Linked DNA regions of Rattus norvegicus: region 1 is linked to region 2. The links are chromatin contacts, called in public Hi-C maps. All regions are on one chromosome and are shown on one strand. The core of a region is the stretch at or near the end of the contact, and the rest is flanking DNA. Distances in the headings are between cores, read along the strand shown.

The links. A called contact is a pair of places that touch in the nucleus more often than the background predicts.
Region 1: a contact with region 2 is called in a Hi-C map of the A7r5 cell line, with 6 times the contacts expected there. The contact joins two enhancer-like sites. A contact is called at or near these places in 11 of 12 Hi-C or Micro-C datasets (the A7r5 cell line, the Rat2 cell line, Schwann cells and 6 more).

What each region holds. Positions count from the first base shown.
Region 1 is chr7:45,737,642-45,743,791 of GRCr8, reverse strand. The region is part of intron 9 of Syt1 (synaptotagmin 1); the gene reads left to right. Among named protein-coding and RNA genes, the nearest start is that of Brcc3dc, 160 kb to the left of the region's middle. Within about 2 kb of position 3,616, at least 8 of the 93 cell types and tissues checked have an H3K27ac peak or open chromatin away from gene starts, as enhancers often do. A contact at or near this core is called in the A7r5 cell line, where this site is marked.
Region 2 is chr7:45,639,824-45,646,643 of GRCr8, reverse strand. No RefSeq gene overlaps it. Among named protein-coding and RNA genes, the nearest start is that of Pawr, 110 kb to the right of the region's middle. Within about 2 kb of position 3,918, at least 20 of the 93 cell types and tissues checked have an H3K27ac peak or open chromatin away from gene starts, as enhancers often do. A contact at or near this core is called in the A7r5 cell line, where this site is marked.

The sequences.
Region 1 (6,150 bases), core at 2,367-4,866, 97 kb before region 2:
GCTCATTATTTTTCTGTGCACTTCCCCCATTAATAAAGGAACAAAGTTAAATTTAACATCATAAGTTATCTTAAGAGAAAAATCAGTTCACAAAAAAAAATTCTGATGGTTCTGAGGAAAAAAAAGATTATCACCAAATACAGAGGGGGATTCAGTGGAAGAGATGGGACACAGCCCCTCCCCCCATGGCTCTTCAGCACCAAGTGGCAGTCTCACCACCCCTGTGCCCCACTTCCAGACCAGTCCAGTGGCCTGAGAAGCTCCAAAGAGACAGGCAGCTTGAGTGTTGTGCTACTGACCCTCATTGGCATATCAGCAAGATGGCTCCCCACTCATACTCTCAGAATGGGAAACATTAGCCTGAGGAGAGTCTATCTTCTTGCAGAGCACTGCCATCAAGACTGTAGACCTCACATGAGGTGGCTTCTCTCTATTGGCAGCACAGAAGATCGTCTTTTGTTTTTTGCTTTGATCCAAAGTAGATCCTAGCTCCTCCAGTGTCTCTCCCTAAAGCGAGAAGAAAACCTGATTTTCTAGGGTACTTATTCTCAGAGCAGAAGTGCTTGCTCTCTGTTTAGCATCCTCCAACTGGATAAGTGGACACATGGCTGTCCCTCTTTTCCTATCCTAGCCACAGAACTACTTTTAACTGTGACCTCTTCCTCCAGGCCCCTTTCCCTACAAACAACAGTGTCAGTGCCTCAGACTGGTTCACACTGCCTTCTAATAGTTGCTGATTCCAGAACACATTGGGTAGTGAACGTCTAAGACAAGGAGAACATTCTTCTCAGCTGGAATCCTTTGAGCCTGGCCTAGGACACTTGAGTTCAAAGCAGATGTACAGAGAGCCAGTTCAAGATGAGCGGTTTCAACAGGAGGTGGCAGTAGCAGCCAGGGATTGAGCACCGTTCCCAAGCCCTGCTCACTTGTCATCCAGTCAGCTATACTGACCTGCAGTCTGGCCTCCTCAAGTCAAAATGCAAAACTGGCCTGACATCCCCCCACCACTACCCTCCCCCCCCCCCCCCCCCGCTCTGTGAGCCCTGCAACTACACAAAACCCCGAAACTGCACAAACGGAAAGCTGAACAAGCAAAGGAATGAGCTGTGACGCTGTCCTAAGTCTTACTGCAGAGGAAAGAAAGAGCCCTCCAGGGCATCAACTGATGTGGCTTCAGAAGGGTCACAAGGAAGGTCATGAGAAGGGTCAGCAAGGATTCCAGAGCCAATCCACACACTCGATGAGACTTAACAAGGGGACTCAGCCAAGCCCTCTGACAGATTAGGGGATACTGAATCTTCTTCATAATTCTACTAAGGGTCCAGAAAAGATAATGGCCAGAAAAACTTGGTTTATAAATTATCATACATAAACATACAAAGATATCTGATTGATTTTGGATCACTTGTTGAATTTGACCCCACATCTCCAAATTTAGCAGACACACACACTTTCTCTCTCTCTCTCTCTCTCTCTCTCTCTCTCTCTCTCTCTCTCTCTCTCTCCCTTACTTTCTTTCTTTCTTTCTTCCTCTCTCTCTCTTTCTTTCTTTCTTTATTTCTTTCTTTATTTCTTTCTTTATTTCTTTCTTTTGTCTCTCTTACAAGGCCAGAGGCAGTTGGAGCATGGATCTATTATTTCTCTGATAATTATAATTTCCCAGAGAGTTAAGGCACACAAATTACTTTGTAATAGCTTTAAATTCTTTGCTTCATCCTCAGTCTACAATTATGCACTCACCCGTGCTCCCGTCATTGGTTGTCTTGATTTATGAAACCACTGTTCTCTGATCTCATTTTTTTTTTTACCTCTGCCTCCTTTAAAATGTACAGAACGTGGCCGCAAGGTCAAATTTCTCATCATCACAGCGCCCCGCTCTCAGGTGTAGTCATTACTGTCTTAATAAGGTGGGCAGTTAGTCCCACCGTAGTCTATTTCGTCTGCTAGATAATTGCTCAACCTTCATATAAAACCCCCATTTTGTGCCTTGCTCTGAGTCCAGAGTTGCCACGTTCAAACATATATTGATTCGGCACGTGTATTAATTAAAAACTTATTTCTCGCCAAGTATGTGATAGATGAACTGCCATGCAAGAGAAAGGAAAATGTAATTAATCTTACCCAATTTCACCTGTTGCAAAAACAGTGCAACCAGAAAGTTGCCTGGTAACTGCCTGGCTGTTAGCACAACCTTTTCAAAAGCCAAGTGGTAGACTGCTTGCTTTCGAGGTGTGAGGCCCTGGGTTCAATGCCTAGCACTGGAAGAAAATAAAAAAATCCTCAAGTGTATTTATTCATTACAGAATCAGTTTGGAATCATGGTAGATCTATAAAGGATGTGACCATACAAAAATATTTATGTTTTTAATAGAGCAAAGATCGCTGATTTCTTTTTGATGTGCTTATTAGACCAGAGAGACTTTAATCCACAGTAGAATTAGACATACCTAAATGCTTATGCCTGAATGGCAAAGAGGTATAGAAATTTCCAGAGCATCCTTATTAGAGTGGAATAGCTAACAGGACCATAAGCTAAAGCCAAGGTTCAGTTTTATTATTTATTTTGCTGCCTTGATCATTTTTCTGCATTCATTTGGCTTGAAGGCACAGACATTCCCTGTTGATTATCGTGACTCGGCCCTGGGTGTCTGCTACACATTTTCATTCCTAATATGGTAGCGAGAGAGGCTTTTGTAAGAGCTCCAGTGCCTTTCTCTGGCCTTGTGGAATGTGGGGAGGAAGGAATCCCACAGAGATGAAAACATGCACATTTGCATTGATAAAGAAAATGAAAGGAAACTGAAAAGAGGATAGGTCTCTTAAAACTTTCTTTGGTTTCCTTACTCTGGACACTTTGCTGTCTACTAATATCTCACGTCAGACTGTGGGAGGAATTAACATTGTGCATTTATTGACCATAATGTCATGAGCACTGCAAGAAATTGTGAGTTTTCTGCAAAGGAATTCTAACAAAATAAAGTTCTCATCATCATCACAGTTGAAATCCTCAAAGCATCCTAACACTCAGCGCTGCTAATTAGCCACATAAGGATGCACTCTCAGATCGTAAGTCCTGCATCCCTGAAACGGAGTAATGGATCATGCTCCCTCCTGACAGCCTACAAATTACTCTGTTTGTCTTAATTCTAGAGCTGTGTGAACCAGTGCTCAAGAAATGACTCTGCTGCCTGTCCATGTATTGACTGCTTTATAGTCCAATACTGTTTTTCTTTCCTGGTCATAAATTAGTTCAAAAAATATTTGCTTGATAAAAATTCTTCAAGCAATGTATTCCAGATGAAGAACTTCAATTTAACCATGGGTCCCTCACCTCTAAATTTATTTACAGAGAGCTTCCACACTTTAATAGGCCACATTTGCATTGATGTAAAAATAAATTATTATTTTCAACATCAGTCATATTCATTTGATGAATTTTATAGAATTAAGAATTACAGGACTTGACAATAGCTCAATGGTAGAAATCCTGCCTAACTATATAACGGGTAGGTTCAGTCTCCAGACAGACACATACCTTTCAGCTTGACACTAACTAGTGACCCAACGAAGGAGGGACTTAACTGAGGAAATGCCTCCATCAGATTGGCCTGAGGAGCTGGCTGTCTTTGTGGCATTTTTCTTGCTTGATGATTAGTGTGGGAGGGCCCAGCCCACTGTGGCCAGTCTCCCTAGAGACACCATCCCTAGGTAGGGCCCACGCTGAAAAAGAAGATAGCTGAATCAGAAAGGTGAGGCCAGGAGCAAAAGAGTAAACAGCACTCCTCCACTGTCTCTGCTTCAGTTCCTGCCTCCAAGTTCCGGCCCTGAGCTCCTGCCCCGACTTCCCTCAGTGATGAACTGTTACCTAGAAGTGTAAGATAAAATAAACCTCCACCCCAGGTTGTATGTGGTCACGGTGTTGTATCACAGCACCAGAGAAGAAAACTATGACAATCTATAAATATAAACAGCTGTGACTCCCACATTGATAGCATCAGCATTGAAGACTGTGAGTTGGGCTGGCAGTTGGTGGTGGCCCATGTCTTTAATCCCAGCCCTGGCAGGTTTTTTGAGTTCAAGGCTAGCCTGGTCTACAAAGCGTAGGACAGTTAGGGCTACACAGAGAATCCCTGTCTGGGGGAGAAGGGAGGAAGGGAGGAAGAAAGGAAGGAAGGAAGAAGGGAGGAAGGGAGGGAAGGAGGGAGGGGGAAAGAGAGAAAGAGAGAGAGAGAGAGAGAGAGAGAGAGAGAGAGAGAATGAGAATATTTTGGATGAAAAGAGGTCATGTAAATAGCATTCAACATGCTGTGGTAAATACATGCGAACGTATGTTTTTATGATGTTCTAAGTAGTCTCCTCTTCTGGACTCCTCCACCATCCTCAGCATCTGACTTGCATGTCTCAGAACTGTGTGGCAGCCATATATAAAAGAAAAAAAGAGGGAGCAGCACTGTGAACCTTTGCTGAAGGACCCGTAGAATACATTCACTTACATCTCAGGGCCAGACTCTGAGAGCCTTGATCGCATGCAAGGAAGCACGGAGAGGTTCTTTTTATTATTGATGAGCAAATGCTGAACTAAAACCTGGGCACTGAAGCTGAGGACAGAGTGGTTTCTGGAGAATGGAAGCCATCAACTTAGCCTCCCAGGTATGTTAGGGTCTATTTAAATTAGAAATAGCCTCTCTCTCTCTCTCTCTCTCTCTCTCTCTCTCTCTCTCTCACACACACACACACACACACACACACACACACATACACACACACACACACGCTGTAGAAAATCTAATACAAGTAACTAGAAAATTGAAATCAACATAAAACTTATCACAGAGAAAAGCAAGGGTAATTTGGAGCTGTGTTTTCAGAATGATTTCCGTGCCTCTGTATGTATACAAAGTTTAGAATAGTTTAGCCACACCCACTGAGACTATCTGCCTTGGACACATTTTCTTTATTTATTTACATGTATTTATTTATTTATTTACTGATACAATAAATAAATAGTATATGATCTGTTGATTGATTGTGTGTATGCTTGAAAACATCCCCAGCGTTGGTTTAGACTTATAGATCATGCCATAGGATAATGTCATGGTTGGTTGGTTGGTTTTTTAAGCTAGTACCCTGCTGTTGTCCCCTTTTCCTATATTACAAGCCACAACTCAGAGATGGCAGTGGTGACACATGCCTGTAGTCCTGGGACTTTGGGTGCTGAGGAAGGCGGGTCTCTGTGAGAGTGAGGCCAGTCCTGGTCTCCAGAGTGAGTTCTAGGACAACCAAAGCTCCTGTCTGAAAACAACAACAAAACAGACACAATTTAATTTCAGCATCTTTTTCACTTGGTCAGTTCCTCAGTTACCTTTCTTATAAAGTAATTCTCTGATCAAGGAATTATGGACTGGACAGGGGGTTGAAGGCTTTGGTTTGGTTTGGTTTGGTTTGGTTTGGTTTGGTTTGGTCTGGTCTGGTTTGGTTTGGTCTGGTTTGTGACAGGGCCTAACTAAATAATCCAGGCTATCCTGGAGCTCACCATGTAGCTCAGGCTGGACTTGAACTCATGACAATACCTCATTTCCAGCGCCGGGACTTCAGACTTGCAGCCACCACACCTGCCCAGTAAGTGTGTGCTGAGGTTTTGAAGTGTCAAAGTCTCCCCTTCGAACGGGGCAGTTTGTTTTGCCACTCTCCATCTGAGTCTGCAGCTCTGCCCTTTGAGCAACAATGAGCATTGGGAAATTTTACGAAGTCTTTGCCAGTTTGATAGGCCAATGTACGAATCTCACTTTTGGTATGTCTTTGATCGCAACTAAAGTCGAGCATTCCCCCTGCCTTTCCATTTAACCACCTGGGTTGTTGTGTAAAGATGTAATAGGAGAGAAAGAGCTGACAGACTCAAACTCCTCCCATATTGACTTGGAAAGAGACACGTCTCTGGTTCTCCGGAGAAGCTGTGGATGTGAACATAGGAAGAGCAGCATAAAGGAGAGGCATCACTTGCCTTCAGAAGGCAGCTAAGAAATGTGCCACTTGGCCACTTCATAAAGAGCGACTCTACATGCTACCCCATTGTCTATGAAGCCACCACAATCTTGGCTTGTGCTGTTGATCTTGAAGGACAGGACACTGGTTTGTGCATGATTTATGGAG
Region 2 (6,820 bases), core at 2,669-5,168:
GTGCCCAATGCAGTGTAAGCCAAAACACCCATGAGAAAGCAAGAGAGTAATGACCCTGAGACAACAGGGGGATGGAGAAGCTCTTTGGCCTTATGAAAGGCCCAGGTGTCACTGCATCAGGAAAGAGTGGACGACCTCTATAGCTGGAGGCTTATGATTTCAGGAGAGCTAAAGGGGCTGCAAAAGACATTGCCCCAGTAGTAAACGGAAATGCATTCCAAACGACTTTGACATCAATGACCTTTAATCCCAACTGAATCAATTACGGTAGCCAAATTCAAGGGTCTAAATTTAGCACTAAATTACATAGACTTAAAATGAATTCATGCGTGGTCTGTTATTAGTTCCTTAACTGGATCACACAAGGCTGGGAGGTCTGAGTTGAAGCATACAGATGGCGGGCTCTTGTCAAGTAAAAGAGAATGTTGTAGGACTTGACAAACAGTGCTCTCAGAGAGGAAGTGGGCTGCCATGTCCATGAAGGCTGACCCTCTAGTAACTACCATGGGATGCCACAGGAGTGAGTATCCGTAAGACCCCAGTTCCTTCACTGGTGCCTGATTTTCAAATGGTTGTACAAGTCTAACTAGATCAATAGGCCACAAGAGCAGGCTTTATTAGAATCTTCACTGTCTCCTCTGAAGGAGAGGCTAGGGAGGGATGTTCCCTCTCCTCCTCTAGATCAGCTGCCTCCTCAGAAGGAAGGTTTACCGTAGAAGAGTAGACTCCATTTCAGTGGAAAAATGAAGACTCAGACAGGAAAAGAGGGAATGAAGAGAGACACTGAATAGGGACTTTAAAGGCCACAGGAAGAAGAGCCACTCCTCCCACAGTTCCCAAGAACCAGAAGAAGCATCGTTAGGTTCTGACCAACATCCCAAATAAAAACAGGAGACAGAAAGCAGCAAAGTTTCATCTTAGAAAGATGGCCAAATGCAACAGGGCCTGAACTAGGGAACGGGAATTCTGGGAAAGAAAAGAACAGAATCTCTTAAATAATTAGAGATAATTATTCTACCTACTTTTGAAGAATGGCTTCAGGTGAGTCTACCTTCCTGGGTGGTCCTGCCACCCTTTTAAGAACAGCAGTTAAGTCTGACTCAACTGGACTATCTGATCTCTCTCCAGCCAGAGAGTTCATCCCTTTGACCAGAAGGATCTAGTCTTCCCTTATTAGACATACTGCTGTTGTGCTATTTCTACCTTACTTTACTGTTTACTGAGTATCCTGACTTGCTGAGGAAGGTCTGTCCCTAAGAACACCATAAAACTCTACACCACGGTCCATGTTTAAAGAACGCGCAGAGCTAAGGAACTCGGATTGCAGGAAGTCAACCTTTCAGTAGACCCAGTTCTCTGATGATGAAAGAGGAAGGCTTCAGGGAAAGAAGATGATGCATTTTGCAGAGCAGCTGAAGTCCCTTCCAAACTCTCTTCTTGCTAGGACTGGACTAGGCCTTCCACATGGTCAGCACCATGCTGTGGAGTGAAGGGTGACTTTGGGAGGAAGTCACGGTCTCTGAACTGAGACAGCGCCTGATCCTGGAGCCAGAAGGAACAGGAGAGACAAGCTAATGTGGAGAGGATGTGCCTGCTGTCCAGGCTGGACACTCAGGAGTAGCAAAAGTCAAAGAGTTCCTCATAGCTTTTACCAACTACAAAGAAGCCTAAAATATGGCCTGGATTTAAGCCAACAAGCTTTTCAATTAAGCGTGCATCACAGCACGAATCAGAACACTGCACCCCGGAATCTCGGATCCATCATCACGGATTGGCGGGATAGTCTTCCTAAGAACCAGCACGTGAAGCGGCTCAGGGGCAAACGCCTTTAATCCCAGCCCTGGGGAAGCGGAGGCAGGCAGATCTCTGGGATTCGAGGCCAGCCTGGTTCTACAGACAGAGTTCCAGGACAGCCAAGGCTACATGGGGAAACCTTGTGGGGAATGGAGGGCGGGAAGGGGGTGGGGGCGGAGTCATCAGATTTTCTATGTAAAACTGAAGAGAAACGGAGAAGCGTGGTCACTCTGGCCAAATATACAGCTAAAACCTACAGAGAAAGATAAAACAGCAGCCTCACTTGGGCAAGGAAGAGCCTTCAGATCCTACATCAAGGGCTGATAGTTGGAGGGGTGGGGGTGGGGTGAGGGTGGGGTGGGGAGACCGGAGAGTGGAGGGGTAGGGAAGTGGTGGGATGTTAATACTAAGGATTATCACACCTCTACGTCTTTGGAAGAGGAGGCAGAGGCTTTGAAAGCAACTGACTTTAGACGTTTAAAAGGAACACTGCCAGTTAAGATTTCCGCGAGTGTTTTAATAAACTGGAGGAGACCGGGAGTCAGGGAACTGAGCTGAGAGCCACTAGGGAAGCCGACTGGCAGGGGGCAGGCAGAGAGTTTTGACAGGATACACTTAGTAGCAATTACAGGGGAGAAATAAAACCCTTTCCTGTTTGTACCCAGATACAAGCAAATATTCCCACTCACCCGCTCTTATGTTAATGTTCGCACTTCCTGAATACAAGGTGACGTGTCCCTCCACAGAGGTCTCTATAGAGACCATGGCAGGGACAGAGTGGTGGTTGTGATGAGGTTGCAGTGTGGTTGAGGGTGACAGTAAGTCTCCATGGAAAGCCCATGAGTTGAAAACAGGCCTCAGAGTCCATCGCGGAAAAGAAATCATTTTCTTGAGCAACTCTAGCTGTCACAAAGGTTGCTGCAAAAGCAGTTGAGCTTTTGATGTGGTTTCTGGCTCTGCCCATAGCTGTCCTTATACTTGTGAGAGTTAAAGGCAGATACAAATGTAACCAAATCAAGACTGGGGCCATAGAGTCAGAACCACCTTTGTGTGGTGACACTTGGGAGTCAATCCCTGGCTATTTTTTTCCTCCTTTTCTATTAAAAAAAAAAAAAAAAGTTAGCAAAACTTCTTTGGCCTAGCAAACCAAATAGAGCATGGAACATTTGAGCTCCGATGGATCATAAAGAGATACCCATTTTTCCCAGCCCCTGAAGTCTCAGGATAAGGAACTCGATGTAAAATAATTCCATACGTCTACAGTTTGCTATGCAGTCTTTCCCAGGGACCTCTGCTTCCGGGTGAACAGGCTAGGGGATTTCCATCAGCAGACCCTTGGGTTCAGAGGTCAGTTCCACATCTTTAGGTAACTGTGGTCAGAGGTAAAGACTGCTCCCTCCATAGCTCTGATCCAAAACTTCCTTTCCCTGGGGTCTGAGAAGCAGCGCCAGACGGTCTCAACATTCCTGACATTCCCTAAGGGCTGAGGCAACTCTAACCCCCGGCTGCTCCTCAGACACCTGAGGAACTGGACCATTAGCTCTTCTGTGGGGAGCTGAGTGCAAGGAGAGGAGAAAGCCCTAAAGGAAACACAGAGGAGGGTTAGAAAGTTCAATAAACCAGCCTGGTCTAACCTGCAACACCAGCTGCCACGCTCAACTCTGCAGTGACTCACCCAACAATGGGAGTAGGAGCTGGAAAGGAGCTGAAAGCCCTTAAAGCCATCCAGAATAAAGATTTGTAGCTAGAATAACACAAACACACACACACACACACACACACACACACACACACACACACACACACCTGCCTGTCTTTGTATCCTGTGAGTGGAGCAGACTGACTAGATCTCTTCAGATCCCCTGTGCTGAGCACTCCTTGCTAACTTTCCTTGTTCCCTGCTACTCTGCCAACCCTCCCGTCCCTTTATCTTTCCCAAACACAATTGGGAAGCTTGCTTAGGTAAACTGGACAATTGGAAGGAGCCCCTGTGTTTTCGTCATTAAAACCACACACAGCCACTAGAGGGCAGTGCTGATACTAGTCTCTCCAGATTTCCACTCTGTGCAGACTCAGGCTGGCCCATCCACACATCCTGTTACAGGATGTTTCTGAACTCTTCCTTCAATTCTCCGCGTAAATAAACAATCCGAGCTGGATACACCCAGACTCACATCCCTGTAACCCCACAGATCACGCAGGTCCAAATTCCTGGTAATTTACAATCTTGCCTAGTTTTATAACATACCACAATCAGAGATTAAACTCAAATTCTGCCTGAATTTTGGCATTTCTCTCCAGTGCTATCCCTGAGAGTTAAAAGAGCTAAGGCAGCTCAGCTGTACATGATTCTGTTTTCTTTCTGTACCCAATGTCTCTCATTGTACGCTCTGGTCAGAAGCAGAGGAGCTCGGCTGGGCAAAATCTTTAAGATTAGTCATGTACCCAAACACAGGGACAGAGAGCCACGGATGTGTGTCTTGGCACTGTGAGTATAAACCAGGGTCTGCCGAGTCTGTCTCAGTGGCTCGGTGGACCAAGAAAAGCAAAGATAGAAGTCCAGGCTTCCAGGGGCAGAATTTCTTTTCCAGGTAGTTCAGCTGAGGGCTCAGGGACCTGACAGCCCCGCATAGAAGCAGGCCAGCATCTCACCTCCCAAGCGTTCGTCCTAGGGCAGCTGTCTTAACCAGTGGGTCTCAGCCTGTGGGTCCCGACACCCTTGGCAAATCTCTATCTCCGAAAAAATTAACATTACAATTCATAACAGTAGCAACGTTACACTATGAAGCAACAATGAATGGGACTTTATGGATGGGGGTCACCAGAACATGAGAAGCTGCATTAAAGGTCACGGCATTAGGAAGAACGGCTGGAGACTAACTTGTGGCTGAAGACCTAGGAGAGACGTGAATCAATCAGGCATGCAGGCGAGGTCAGATGGAGCTCTCTGGGGCCCAGCGCTGGGCTGGAGCTGCTCTTCCTCAGACACGGGTATTTACTGATACCAAGCTTATCTTTGGATTCTCAGCAAAGGCAGATAAGGTGAGGGAAATATTTGTAGGGAGAGATTTCTGGAATTTCCCCACAGTGCTGAAATAGCACCGAGAGTTGAAGAAGGCCATATTTGGACAATGACAAGCACGTTATTTTTTTTTTTTTCTGTCTTTTCTGTTTTCCCTGCTATATAATAACATTTAACCTTCTTCGCACAAGGTCAGTGCTGCTGTCCTAGAACTGTCCCAAAGGCCTCTCCTGTCCAAGGACAGGGGATCCAAGACCCTTCCCAGGGTCACGAACATATACTATGTTTCTAAAGGGAAAAATTACCACAGAATCACTGCTTACTGAGATCAGTCAGGTCTTCGGGGGCTGCACTGCACTTTCCACCTCAGGGGGAGGGGGAGGGGGAGGGAGAAGGAAAGGGAGGGAGGGAGGGAGGGAGGGGGAGGGAGGGGGAGGGAGGGAGGGAGGGAGAGGGAGAGAGAGAATATAAAGATAGAAATGTGTCCTTAGGAGGCTCCAAACCCAGCAAAACCTGAGGTAAAATGTTGACAAAGGGCGGAGGTGGATGAGAGTGCAGACGCCACCCTCGCTCACCTGCTCCTGACCCTTCTGAGGCACTGTCAGCAAGACATCATCCACAAGACTCTTTCTTTTACAGATGCTTTGTCTACAGGACAGTGCGTGTGCCTCAGGAAATCAAGAAGCCATCACCTCTCCTCTATCATCACCTTTACGAATCCTAGAGGCAGGCACACTGGGAAATATAAAAACTGGGCAAGAGAGTCTAAACGGCTAAACGGTCCGTGAACTCCCAGTAGGAACTTGGCTAAACACAGTTGTTTCAGTACATGACAAGTTGGCCTCTTCTGTGTTCTTCTGAATGTATAATTGATGTGGCCCATCTGTTTCCAGTAAAGGAACTTTTGTTTTGTTTTGGGTTTTTTTTGTTTTTTTTTTTTCTTTTCTATTTTCACGCAGAAGGAATGGCTTTCTCATTAGGCAGTGTTCACAGGCTCTTAGAAAAACGTGTTCAGAACAGAAAGCGCCCCCCCCCCCTCCCAACACCACTTAGACTACCAGCTGACTTGAGACTCTTCCTCCCCATTCCGAGCTGGTTAAATGAGAAGTCCTGCTGGTCTCCGTGCAGGGAGCTTCTCAGGTAAGACTGCTAAAAGCCACGGGATGGTGCACTTATTACAATCCTGGGGCACTCTCGTGGCTGTGTGGATGGGCAGTCAGAATGCAGCTTCCCACCCCAGCCCCTGTAGTTCCTGGGCTTACAGAAGGGAAGCAACAAGGAATGTCTCTTGGGTCTCCAAGCTCATTCATTCTGCAGGTATTTCTGAACACGCCCTGGGCGTCAGAGAATAATAATGATTAGGATCTAGCATGGCAAAGAAAGCCAGGCTGAGTTCTTGCCTTTACAAGGAAACACAGCAATCCAATAACAACAAAAAACTTAAGTAATTGCAATTTCACATGCACAGGGGGAAAGGAGGGACGGAGGAAAGAAAGAAGATATTGATGAGGTTGGAAAACAATTGAGAACCCTCCCCGATCTGCTGAGGTAAAATGTCTAGAAGTTCCTCAGAAAGCTATAGAGTCACCGTATGGCAATTCCACCCATAAATGAACGCCTAAGAGAACTGGAAGCATGGTTATTATTACATAGTACTGACTGCATGGATACTCAAAGAAATATGGCTCATCCCCAATGTTGAAGCAACCCCGAAGTCCTACCAACTGATAAAGAAAATGTGCTTCGAAGGATGGCAGTCATTTAGTCATGAAAAAAAGGAATTGAGGATTGATACGTAAGATAGCCTGAGTTAACCTGAAAACATGCCAAGTGAAAAAGTCAGTGTGACAACTGGTCCTGGTTACCACCTTGACTACATCTGGAATGAACTACAATCCAGAAATGGAAGGTACGCCTGTGATGCAGATCTCGAGACTAGAAGACACAGATTTCTAACCTGGCTCTTGACATGGAAATCTTGAAGCATAGTGGCCATGAAAAGCT